Regions from separate parts of the Mustela erminea genome. Here region 2 is linked to region 1. The links are chromatin contacts, called in public Hi-C maps. All regions are on one chromosome and are shown on one strand. Each heading gives the region's core, a stretch centred on a gene start, on an enhancer-like site or on the middle of the called end of the contact. The rest is flanking DNA. Distances are from core to core; before and after follow the strand shown. Region 1 holds the start of SLK (STE20-like serine/threonine-protein kinase). Region 2 holds the start of SFR1 (swi5-dependent recombination DNA repair protein 1 homolog).

The links. A called contact is a pair of places that touch in the nucleus more often than the background predicts.
Region 2: a Hi-C map of spleen shows a contact between it and region 1, with 5 times the contacts expected there. The contact joins the promoter of SFR1 here to the promoter of SLK in region 1. A contact is called at or near these places in 2 of 3 Hi-C or Micro-C datasets (skeletal muscle and spleen).

Annotation. Positions count from the first base shown.
Region 1 is chr14:67,312,169-67,318,513 of mMusErm1.Pri, forward strand. SLK (STE20-like serine/threonine-protein kinase) reads left to right here and starts at 3,721. Exons shown (of 18, transcript XM_032311831.1): 1 at 3,721-3,897. The coding sequence starts at 3,748.
Region 2 is chr14:67,459,048-67,465,533 of mMusErm1.Pri, forward strand. It overlaps SFR1 (swi5-dependent recombination DNA repair protein 1 homolog), which reads left to right and starts at 4,604. Exons shown (of 4, transcript XM_032313466.1): 1 at 4,604-4,684; 2 at 5,454-5,575; 3 at 6,201-6,486. The coding sequence starts at 5,480.

The DNA of each region.
Region 1 (6,345 bases), core at 2,471-4,970:
TACGTGGTTGGTAGAAGTATACATTAGCACAACCTTGTAGAGGCCAATTTGGGAAAAAGAAGTTCTAATATGAATATGGTCCTTGACCCTGCAATTCCACTTGAATTTTGTAGTAAGGAAATGTAATACACAAATGAAATACAAAGATGTTTGCACATGCATGCTCACTGCAGTGTTATGATGACCCCAAATTGGAAACTACCTATACACATAACAGTAAAGAAATGGTTAAATAAATTATGGTAGAGCTGTACACTGGGACTCCCTGCACACATTAAAAAGGATTAGACTGATCTATTTGTCATGGAAAGATGTCCATGATCCATACTGGATACTGTTTTTATATTTAAAAAGGGTATGCATGGGGGTGCCTGGGTGGCGCAGTGGGTTAAAGCCTCTGCCTTTGGCTCAGGTCATGATCTCAGGGTCCTGGAATCGAGCCCCGCATCGGGCTCTCTGCTCAGCAGGGAGCCTGCTTCCTCCCTCTCTCTCTGCCTGCCTCTCTGCCTCCTTGTGATCTCTGTCTGTCAAATAAATAAATAAAATCTTAAAAAAAAAAGTGTATGCATAGAAAAAATATGGTTAAATATATCTCTATAAGTCTAACTTTTTAAAAGTAGCTTTATTATGGTTTAATTTATACACCATAAAATTTCCCATTGTAAGTGTACAATCCAATCATTTTTAGTCAATGTATAGAGTTGTGCAATAATCACCACAATCCAGGAGTGCCTGGATGGTGCAGTCACTTAAGCATCCAACTGTTGGTTTCAGTTCAGGTCATGATCTCATGGTCGTGGGATCTGGTGGTCTGTGGGGCTCCCATCCTCACACTCTGCACTCAGTGAGGAGTATGCTTGGGATTCTCTCCCTCCCCTTCAGTCCCTCTCCATGCTCTTGTGTATGTACATGTGCTCTCTCTGAAATAAATAAATCTTTAAAAAAAATGACCACCATCCAGTTTTAGAACTTTTTTGTTACACACCCATCCCCAAAGTTCCCTGATGCTCATAGGCTTAAAATTTCACAGTGTCTAGGATGGAGGTGAAGTTGGGGAGGGGAACGCAGGAGGAGAAAATGACAGGCAGCTTTGTAGTTGATAATTTCTGTATTATTTGAATTAATTTACAACAAGAATATGCTTGCTCTCTTTTAATTTGAGAAAACAGTAAAGGGTTTTCCGTTTTTAAAAGAACAAAAAAAAAAAAAAAAAAAAAAAAGGAAACAGGTTTATACCCTTTGACCCAAATCTACTTCTGGCAATTTATCCCAAGGAAATAATCAAATATGTGGAAAAGTATTTGTGAACAAAAGTATTTATCAGTGTTTTATCTAAAACAGAGAAAAGTTCTAAGTAATCTAAATATCTCATGATGGAAGAAAATAATTACTAATAATACTGGAATATGAAAAGTACAGGATGTAAACTCTTATATGCAATACAATTTTATCCCAGTTAAAAAAAAAAGTTAATGCACAGCCAAAAAATTCTGTTTGGAAATACTGTATGTATCTTACCAATGGTTATCTCTGGATGGTAGAATTACAGTACTTTTTATTCCTTGCGCATTTCTTAATTTTCCATAATGAGTATGTTACCTTTACATGTAGTGCCACCTACATAAATGACACTAATTAGAATGGGTTATGGTATTGTTTTCACAGGTGTATACATTTTTCAAAACATTAAAATGTTTATTTAAAATACGTGCAACTTATTGCATAACAATTATACCTCAATAAAACTATCTGAAAGACAAGGGGATCTTGAAAATAAAATCAGGGGCACCTGGGTGGCTCAGTGGGTTAAGCCTCTGCCCTCCGCCCAGGTCATGGTCTCAGGATCTTGGGATCGAGCCCCCACATCGGGCTCTCTGCTCAGCCGGGAGCCTGCTTCCCCTGCCCGCTCTGCCTCTCTGCCTGCCTCTCTGCCTACTTGTGATCTCTCTCTCCCTCTCTGTCAAATAGATGAATAAAATCTTAAAAAAATAAAATCCACAATCATCATAACCTTACTGAAAGAGGAGTTTATTGTGCCATTTTGGGGCTGGAGGGCAAAATGGTTGCGGGGGGTGTTATATAGATAGTAACACAACATTTTCTCTAATAACCAACCTACCTTCCTTCCTTCCTTCCTTCCTTCCAGGGATCTGCCTTGCCATTATATGTCAGGAAGGTTGCCAGGTTCTTGGATACCAAGATGAGCAACAAATCACTGGCCTGAAAGAGCTCTCGTCTGTGGGAGGAGGGGAAGGCAGGTCACCAGCCGCTTACTCGAGCCAACGCCCACATCAGGGCCCTAGGTGTCTTCCACTCAGGCTGCCCAAGGGGGCCGGAGCCAGGTCAAGAAGTGAAGTTCTTAGTCAGTGGTTCAGATGGAGTCACGAAGGGTAGCACCAGGGTTACGACTGTGGAAGTGGATAGGAGAAGGTGCATGACCCTCCAGGGAGTGTCGCGGTCATCACTTGAGAAGTGAGCTTAAGCTGTATTTATGTATCAATGCCTCTCTTACCGGCACACTTGTACAACAGCAAGAACGAAAACAACATTTGCCTGTGCAGGCAGCATGTTAAGGGCTTAGATCTATTGCCTCATTTATTCTTCGCCACAACTCTCCCGGGTCTGCATTTCACCATGAAGAAACTAAAGCTTGGAGAGGTTACCCGCCCAAGGTCACAGAGCTGGCAAGCTCTGGCTCCCAAGCTCCCAGCCACAAAACAGACTCCCTTCTCACAATACTCTGGCACCCCTTAGAGAGGAAAAGTTCCACCTTCGGGCCCCAAACATCAGCTCCCCTTTCACTCTTTACATAAATTTTCCAGATCCACAACGGAGGCAACATCGGCTAGCGCAACCAACAGGGTCGTGTCCACCCGGCAAAGCCACCAGAGCGGTGGGCTGACAAAGATTTGGAGCTTGGAGGGCAAACCTGTAGCGACCGTCAAGGGGCTCGGAGTCCCGGCGCCCATACTCCACGCCCCTCCAGGCGGCCCGCAAGCCCCTCCCGGCAGCCACAAGGCAGAGCTCAACGCGCGTGCGCGGGGCCAGAGGGGACGCCCCCGCGCGAGCGCGCGGAGAGCGGGGCGCGCGGCCGAGGGAGCGCGGGCGCGTTGCGGCGTCGGCGTCTGCGCGCGTTCCAGGACGAGGCTGTGTGGGCTGGGGAGCGAGCGAGGCGGCGGCGGCGCCTCAGAGCCGAAGGGACGCGCGGGCCTCGCGCCGCGGGAGCAGACGGTTGCGGAGGCGACCCTGGGCTAGTGGCCCGAGGCGGGTGAACTCGGCCTGTCGACTGCCCGGCTCGGGGGCCGCCGGCCGCGTCCGTCGCGCGGAGTGGTCGCCGCCCCAGGAGACTCGCCGTGACACGGGCCTAAGCCGCGGCGACCGCGGACGTCCGGACCGCTCGAACCCGTCGGGCCGGCCCGGGTGGGGACTAGCGTCCGGGCAGGTGCCGCCCCCTGAGGGCCGGCCGGGCGCCCGGCGCCCACCCGCACGGCACGCGGGCCGGGCTCGGCGGAGGGGCCGCCCGTGCAGCCCGCAAAGGCCCCCCCGCGTCCTCGCCCCGAGGGCCGGAGCCCGCGTCGCGCCCCGCCCTCCCGGGGCCCGGCCCGGCCGGAGCGGCGGGAGCCGGGAAAGCCCGCGCCCGCGGTCTCCGCCCGCCCGCCGGGCTCGCGCGGAGAAGAGGGAGGAGAAACTTTGCCTTTTATTGTTGCCTTTAGTCCTTAAGTGCAAGGAACTCTGCCAGGAGGAAAAATGTCCTTCTTCAATTTCCGTAAGATCTTCAAGTTGGGGAGCGAGAAGAAGAAGAAGCAATACGAACATGTGAAGAGGGATCTGAACCCCGAGGAGTTTTGGGAAATCATAGGAGAACTGGGGGACGGAGCCTTTGGAAAAGTGTACAAGGTAAGAAGGAGAAAACGGGAAGTTGCACTTGTTAAGATAAAACTGCCCCTGGTCCGGAGTGGCACGAGGATTTCTCGCTCCCCTGGTCCGTTTCCCGTCTCTTGCCCCTTCTTTTGACTTCGTAAAGGTACAGTAGAACTTTATTGAGGTTCTCATCCAAGGAGTAGCTAAGACCGGAGGGTGTAAGGTTGAACAAAATGGGGCCTGTTTTGTAGTTGAGACTAATAGCTAAAAGGAGGCAGGGTTATAGAGTCTCCTCTGTCAAACTTTAAAGGAAACGACGGGGTTCGTTAGTTTAAAGGAGGGGTCTGGTTTTTAAAATCAGAAACTCGGTTTGCTTTTCAGTGGATTTTTATTGGTCTATAGCTGTTCGCATTCACTTATGGGATGCTTGGACTAAAGCAGTCCCCTTTTAGGGTCCAGACGCATGTATTTGGTTTTATCTATGGCTAATACACACCCGTCTTCTTGGATGAGAGCAGAGTGACTGCTGCTTGCAGGCTCTTCTTCAGTTGGTTGCTTGACAGCATGCTCTAAAACGGAGTGGAATTTCTGATAGAAATTTTCCAGAAGAAAACCTGCATCTGGTACTAGTTTCTAAATATAATTACAGCAGTCCTTGACTAGAAGTCAATACTAGTGCTTAAGAAATTTTTAAAAATACCCATATATGCAGACATATTTTTATGTATGTTTATTTCAGTTGAGTTTTGATGTCTCAACGTGAAGGATTAGTGTTAACTGTTTGTTATTTCATAAGCAGTGTATGAATGATGTCATTGGAATATTTTCATCCTGAAGGGTGAGGTTTTTATGAGACTCAGTTCAGGAGGAAGGACCCACAGGGTTGCCTAGAAGTGAAAACATAAATAACTTACTTTTATACAGGGTTTTGCAGTTTTTAAGTCACTTTCACGTAATTCGGCCCCCCACCCCCAGACCCTGAGACTCAGAAAATTTTTAAAGTCACCTAAGTCACAGTCTAGATTTGAACTCTCATCTTCTGACCCTGTACTTACTGTTGTTTTTTACTTAATGTCCATTGGTGGAAATGATAACATTTTTCTCCTAAGTATCATCACACTTCTGCCTTTGCCCTGCCTCAAATGCCTGTCACAGCTCCCAGTCCTTATTTTTTCACTTAAGCTGGAATAGCTACTCCTCTCTGTGTGCTTTCAAAACATGTTGTCACATGGCTACTATAGCACTTGTTACATATTGTAGTTAATGATAAAACTAGGGCCCAGAATTATGATACACATTTGTGTGATATTCCTGTATTGCCTGAGCACATGGTGCATCTCTGTATCTGTTGGATTGAAAGAACGTTTGTTACCTGCATGTGAATGGTATTGAAGCTATCCTATGCTGTCAACGTTGGCAAAATAAACTTCACTGTTTGTGTGGAGGGTAGAGTATGGGTTGCAGCAAGATCTTACAGTATAGTGTAAGTAAGACAGGAAGAGCTTTTAGTGCTGTGGGAAGATCACTTTTGGGAGTCAAGAATTGTCTTTTAGTGCCGTCTGTCACAAACAAGCTTTGTGGTCTTGAACAGAACACAACTTCTGTGGGTCTTCATTTTCTTAGCTGGAAAATTCTGCATTTTCCTAAACATTTGTTTAGATTCCTTCACGAACTATCATACTGTGAATACGCAGTTATCTAAGAAAGGTAAAAATAAATCCTCAGGGCATATGGAATCCAGTAGTTAGAATGCGCTAGGTGATTATGGGCAGTTTTCATGGTATAAATGTTTTATCAAATAGAAACAGTGTAGTATTGGCTACACTGGCTCTGGAGTTGGACCATATATGTAGGCTCTCTCAATAGCAGCCTGTGACCTTGGACAAATTCCTTATTTTTAAATACTAATTTTTCTCATCAGTAAGACTTGCTTGTCAGTGTGTGAGAATTAAAGGAATAAAGATAAGGCATGTGGAAGGGCTCAGCGAGTGGTAGGAATTACTGTTAATTACATTTAGAGCTCAAAAGTAAAATATGGGATGAGACAGGAAAAGGAGCCTACAAAGATAGTAAACCATTTTCTTGTTTTCCCATGGCACAGGCAGATTGTGGGGATTTCATTTTTAATGACACTTTCTGCAAAATGTAACATATCTTCCTATAGTGAAACATCAATTGAAAATTTTCTGAAAAAATAAGAGACTTACCCCATGTAGTTGAACACTACAAAATTGTGTTAAAGATAATAATTGTGAGCTTGATTACTATTTAAGGGTGATATTTAAAGAGTATGTGTTCTTTGCATTTTACTTTTTCATTTCACTATTCTGTACTTCCAGGGAATGGGCTCTGAGTTTTTTTTTTTTTAAAGAAAATTTAAAATTTAAGCTTACATGGCCTGTTTTGCCTTTTTCCTAAAAGTTTTTTTGTTTTCCAAGATCTCTACAAATTTTAAATTTATAAACTTCCTTTTTGTGGAGGAAC
Region 2 (6,486 bases), core at 3,354-5,853, 150 kb after region 1:
CCATTACCTTCCCACAGTCTAACTCCTGTGCCACGACCCTCCCTCCCACACACACCCTACCCCCTTCCTCACCATTATTAATCTAACCTGAATCACTCTATTCTTCTCCAAGAGAACACACCCCAGTGACAGCAATGAATCACAGATGCTCTTGCTCCTCTAGTCTCTAATAGACTTGACAAAATGCCAGGTCTAATAAAATAAAAGGACAGGAACACCAGGTGAAAGGAGCTCTTTAGGTTCTTGTTCAGTATATGACCCTCACTATTAGTTACCAGATAAGTTTTCTAGTTGCCCAGTGGTGGGCAAGTTTTTATTACCCAAATGCTATTGACCCTCCCATGTCTTCACACTCTAAGTAGCCATCCTACTCAGTAAGGCAACCTCTCAGGGATGCCTAGTAGCTAAGTTAAGGGCTCTTTCATCTTGAGGTTGAAAATAAAATTGCTTTTGCTTAATGTAGCTAGAGAGAATTAAACAGTTTACCCACAAAGGTCACACTTGGATTTAAAAAAAAGTCTTCAACAGTCTCTACAAATCAATCAATTATACGTTATAGAATTCCATAGGAGGTCTTTAAAGAAAAGAAATAGAAATAGTCTGTCAGTCATTTAAAGGGAAATGTATAAGATGACAACACTAAAACACATCTTCTTTACCATGGATAGGTCTGCAGGAGTTGAATTCATGGCAAGAGAAACATAGGGAGGTTTTTTGATTTTCAACTTATATAGAAATGTCAGAAGAAATATTGAAAGCCACTTAAGAGAATTTAGGAGAGTTTTTGTGAGTGTTATAAATTTGTATTAAATTTTGCTTAACTTGCCCTAATGAACATTATAAATCAACTTAAGCATGTGGATTTTATACAATACCTCACCCAATTAGATTTTAATCATGTTTTACAAATTTATATTTATATTTATTTATTTTTAAAAAGATTTTATTTATTTATTTGACAGAGAGAGAGAGAGATCACAAGTAGGCAGAGAGGCATATAGAGAGAGAGGGGGAAGCAGGCTCCCTGCTCCCTGCTGAGCAGAGAGCCCGATGTGGGGCTTGATCCCAGGATGTCCTGGCCGAAGGCAAAGGCTTAATCCACTGAGCCACCCAGGTGCCCCACAAATGTATACTTATATTTTTAGTTGTTAAAAAAAAATCTATGGATACTAGGTATATCTACATAATATAAAAATGGTATTAATACAGAAAAGTCAATGGAATGGAATTTAGGTCACTCTGAGATTACCGTTAAGATTTATAAAATAATGCTACACCTAAGAATTTTAAAATAAAGAAACCCAAAGCAATGAAATTTTAAATTGTGCCTTAACCATGGTGTGTGTGTGTGTGTGTGTGTGTGTGTGTGTGGTTTATATGGAGAAAGAGAGAAAGACTATTTTCTTCTTGTCATTAAAAAAGAATAAAAAAGCCTCATAAAGATTTTTAGGCCTATGTCATCATCCCACTGACAATAATCACAGACTAAGGAAAGAAACATTCACCACTCCCTAATGAATAACAAAGTAGCTAACAGTAGCCTTGGGTATTGGAGAAATTTAAAAACACAGGGAAAGCCTGCCTTAGGTTAATATTAATTACTATTATCATAGAATTCTATTGTTCAAATTGTTCTCTATGGTAGAATAAGGAGCCCTTGCCTTTTGGCTCTCTAGGGCAGTGTTTTTCCCACCCTGAAAAATTTCAAGTAACATACAATGTCCTTTTTCACAAACAACAAACTACTTACATAGATTTTGGGCACTTAAAGTCATGGAAGTGTTTGCGAGGCTTTATCTAAAGATAAAATGAAAACTGTATGAGGGCTATATTCCAGATTCCTTACACCAAGTCGAGAGTGGAAGCTATGTTTCCACTTGTGGATGTCACTGGAGTAAGTAAAATACAAACTTAAATGTGGGAAGATCATTCAGTTGTAACAACACATAGAAGCCAGAGATGTAGGTCAAAAAATGCACATTTCTAAAATACAGGTTTTTCTGAATAGTTATTCTGAAGTTCTTTGAAAATCTGGCCAAAACAATCCCATTTAATATAGCAGTTCACATAATAAGCAAGTCAGAACATCTGCCAGGCAAGATGTTGTTTTCCTTTATGCAGCCAGCAAAAACACAGCTCTAAGCTTGGGCTGTCCTGATAAAAGGATTTTGGAGCAGCTGATTTTAGAGAATCATAAAAACAACCCAACCTTATGCCCCAAGGTATAAGGAATATGCAGAGTCTGCATTGTGCTTCTAGTGTCAGGACAAATCAGTCTGCTCTTTTCAGCGTGAGTAACTGATGCCAATGGATGAGTTCAGGGAGAAATAAATGTACAGACAGACCTGTGGCTTGATGTGGTAACACTTGTGTCAGAAAATCATGAGTTTGGGGTACCTGGGTTGGTCATGGTTAAGTGTCTGCTTTTGGCTCCAGTCCTGGTTCCAGGTCCTGGGATCCAGCCCCTTCTGCCGGCTCCCTGCTCAACTGGTAGTCTGCTTCTCCCTCTGCCCCGGCCATTCCCTCTGCTTGTGTTCGTTCAGGTGGGTAAATAAAATCTTAAAAAAAGAAAAGAAAAGAAAAGAAAATCGTGAGTTCTCTCTTTCATTTTGTAAATTCCTTGAGGTTAATTTACTCAATTTTTTAAAATTTAGAAGGGGAATATATATTAATTATATATGGAGCCACCAAGTTTTCTGCTACTTTCAGCTTAAATTGTGTGGGGTTTTATGGATTACAGCATCTTTAAAAAATCTGGCCTTTTTTGGGGAGATAAAGCAGAAGGATAAAAGAATTACCATGCATACTGTTGTATCAATTAAGGAATGGTGAATATAGAAGCATTTATAAAATAACAATTATGGAGTGGGTCCTAAATATCTACTGCTGTTTTCCTTGCCCCTCATGAATTCTCATTTAATCCTCCAATCCCTAGGAGGTTGATATTATTATACCTGTTTTTACAGATGAGGAAACCCGGGCATAGAGACACTACTTGACAAAGCATATAAAATAATGGTGTCAGGATTCGAACCTGGGCAAATCGCCTCCAAGGTTTAGGTCCTTAATCACTGCACGGGGTTGTCTTCAGTTTCTCTGGATCTGACTACTTAGGGCTCAGTTAATTCCTCAGGGTCCTGGCACCTCTAAGCTATTAGCTCTTTGCAAAGAGACAGTATCAACGTTTAAAATGGACATTCAGGTCGTCTGGGTGGCTTAGTGGGTTAAAGCCTCTGCCTTCCGCTCAGGTCATGATCCCAGAGTTCTGGGATCGAGCCCCGCATCAGGCTCTCTGCTTGGGGGCAGCCTGCTTCCTCCTCTCTCTCTCTCTCTCTCTCTGCCTGCCTCTCTGCCTACTTGTGATCACTATCTGTCAAATAAAGGAATAAAATCTGAAAAAAAAAAAAAAGCCATTCATTAGGTTTTAAACACCAGCTCCTTAAAATTCCCAACTTCCAGGTGACTCAGAAATTACTAATTGTCGTTCCCCAAACCCAATGCTCCACCCGATTTATTTAACTTTGTTGTTGCACAGCAACAGAACATTGCTACCAGGAAGCGAGGTGTTTTTTTTTTTTTTTTTTTAACGTTTTATATTTAAAAGTAATCTCTACAGCTAAGGCGGGGCTCGAACTCAGCTCCCCCCGCCCCCTCCCCATCAAGACGTTCGCTCTGGCGACAGATCCGGCAGAGGCCCCGCGGGACGACGATTTTCGACGAAGGCGCTGCCCAGTATTCAGCAAGGGCTAGATCTGCCTCCAACATCAGGATTCTGGAAAAAACAGAAACAAACATCTGAATTCAGGACCAACACAATCTCATTCAGTGATTGGTCTGCTTCCTGTGTAGCCCAAAGGGGTTGGACCCAAATCTGACCAGACTTGAAGCCAAGCTACAGAATCTAAATGTGGGGGTAGATGCAGTAGAAAACCTGTGAGAGAAGCGCCGTTTGCACATCAGTGACTGGAGAAGAGCTCGACCCATCCGCCGGGCCTCTTGGAGCGATTTCTAACATGTCGGATTCTCTCAACAGGCCGCCTAAGCCAGCGCTCCCCTCTTTTGCGGTCTCTGCTTTACGAGAGTTTAGCGCCCTACATTTAACCCGGAGCCCGGTCTGCGGCTTCGGGTCCTGCCCGGTGTGAAGACGGAGGTTTCGTGTGGGGAGTGAGGACAAGAGACTAACGGCGGGGGGGAGGGGGCGGCAGCGAAGACAGGAAAACCTAGGGAAGGGGGAGGGGCACGCCCAGGCGTAGTTCACACACACAAAAACTAGGAAGGCAAGGCCTGGAAAGAGGAGGTGGGGGGGAAGCCGCGAAGAGAAGCGCAGCGCACTGAAAATCCACCCGTCTGGCGTTCAGTGACTCTGCCCCGGCCCGCCCCCAACGCGGCTGAGGCTCGCGGCCGCGCGCAGACAGCGCCGTTAACACTCCGCCGTGCTCCGCCCTTGGGCGGAGCAGAGCGGAAAACGTCAGTCCACCGGGCCAATCACGCGTCTCTACGGACCTCGCGTGACCCCGCTTGGCCTCCGCCTCCTCGCGGTCCCCGGAGGCCGCGCGTGCGGGCGCGCGCCGTCTCGCCGCTCTAGAGCGCCCAGCCCCGCGGAGCTGCGCGCGTCGGTCAATTCAGCCTATCGCGCGTCTCTTCCGCCTCTCGCGCGGTCCCGCCCCGCCGGGGCAGCGCGCAGGTTCTGTGCTCTGGGGATGGCGGAGGGTGGTGGAGTCTCGGTTAGTGACTGAATATCTGAGAGAGTGGGGCTGCTTCGGACGTCTGTGGTGGAGTCTAGTAGCGCTCCCTTTCTGCGGTCTGGGGGCGAGAGTGAGCTGGGGTCTCTGGAGGGCTAGTGTGGGTGTTCTGCAGTGGTGGGAGGTAGGAAGCAGCTCCCCTTCATACCCCATTACAGTGGACGCCTTTGAGGAAGACGGCTTAAGCCAACTCTTTTCTAGGGTCTCTTCGCCACTTAAACGACACACACGGGCGTATGCTTATCTGCGCTTGTGTTCCTTGTTCGTCAGGCCTGAGTGGTCATTGGCGCTAGTCACACAGCTTTGTAGGGTTTAAGGTACTGTGACAAGTCTGATGATGTTTTTCGAGTCAAGATTTCAGTTGTATTTCATTATAAAGCCGGCGTAACGAAATTAAAGAATTCCCGAAGAATTACAGAATTATTCTCGCTACCCCCAAATGGCGGATTTGAGGATATTTTGATAGATAAAACAAGTGTTTATGTGAAATGCTTATTTGTCCTGAAAAAACCAGGAGTCACGTGGACCAAGTCTTACTTAGGAAAGTAAACGGGAAGCTGCAAAAAGAGCAACAATGAATCACAACTAAGTGAAGTTGTTGCTGGCGTATTTGTGGATGTTATGTGTACAAGAGTAAAAAGTTCTTTCACAAAAACTTAATATATCGCCTTATCAGTTTTGTTTACATTCTGATTTTTTTTTTTTCCCTAGAGGTAGGCGAAGATTTCATTTCCAAGATGGAAAGCCCGTCCGACTCAGCTGTGACTTTACCTAGCACTCCACGGGCCTGCGCCAGCCCACCATCTCCCCGTACAAGCAGTTTAAGAAAACAAGTAAGAATATCTTACTTAGTTCTTTCGCTGGAGCTACTGTATTTCTACATATTGTGCCAGTAGTGGGTTTAATTCTACAAAAAAATGTCAGTTAACATAATGTGTAGATCAGTAAATAGATAACCGAACTATTAAATAATTTTAGGTCTTTATCCTAAAATAATCCCCGCCCCCTCCACTCCACCACCCCCCCCACGCCATTTTCATCTTGAATCAGTTATTTTCATTTCGTTTCGATCAGGTTACTACAAAATTCCAAATTGAGGACGTTTGAATCTGCAGTATTCTGAAGGTCTTTGGTGGAAGGGATCTAGGTCTTTTACTTAATTTGTAACTGAAATATTCATTAGCGTCAGGAATGTGCTAGTTGCTGAACAGATATTTGTGATGACAAGGATAGGGGTCTCAACACTGTTTTAGAAGGGTTCTGACGTTTCTAAAACAAAAATGAAATTAACAGGGCTTGCAGGAATTACATTTTGTGGCGGTTACTTCAGGTAAGTGGAGATACAAAGCCATCTAGTGGTGTCAACCACTTCTGTCAAATAAATACAAGGTTTTTATTATTAGTGGGTTTGTTTACACAGGAATGTTTTTCTTGATTAATGTTTTGTGCTTTTTTCAGCCTATGAGTGCAACACTTAGAGAACGATTGAGGAAAACTAGATCTTCATTTAATTCCCATTACAATGTGGTAAAACGTCTTAAAGTAGAGAATGAAGAAAACGATCAGACTTTTCCTGAGAAACCAGCATCTTCAACAGAAGAAAACTGTTTGGAACTTCAGGAAAATTTTAAACACAAAGATGGTGAATTCAAAGAAAGTACATATTTGAAAAATACCTTCAAGAATATCAGTGCGTGTGAATCTAAGTCTCTTGATACTGAGTCATGCAGTGATCTCCAGAGTG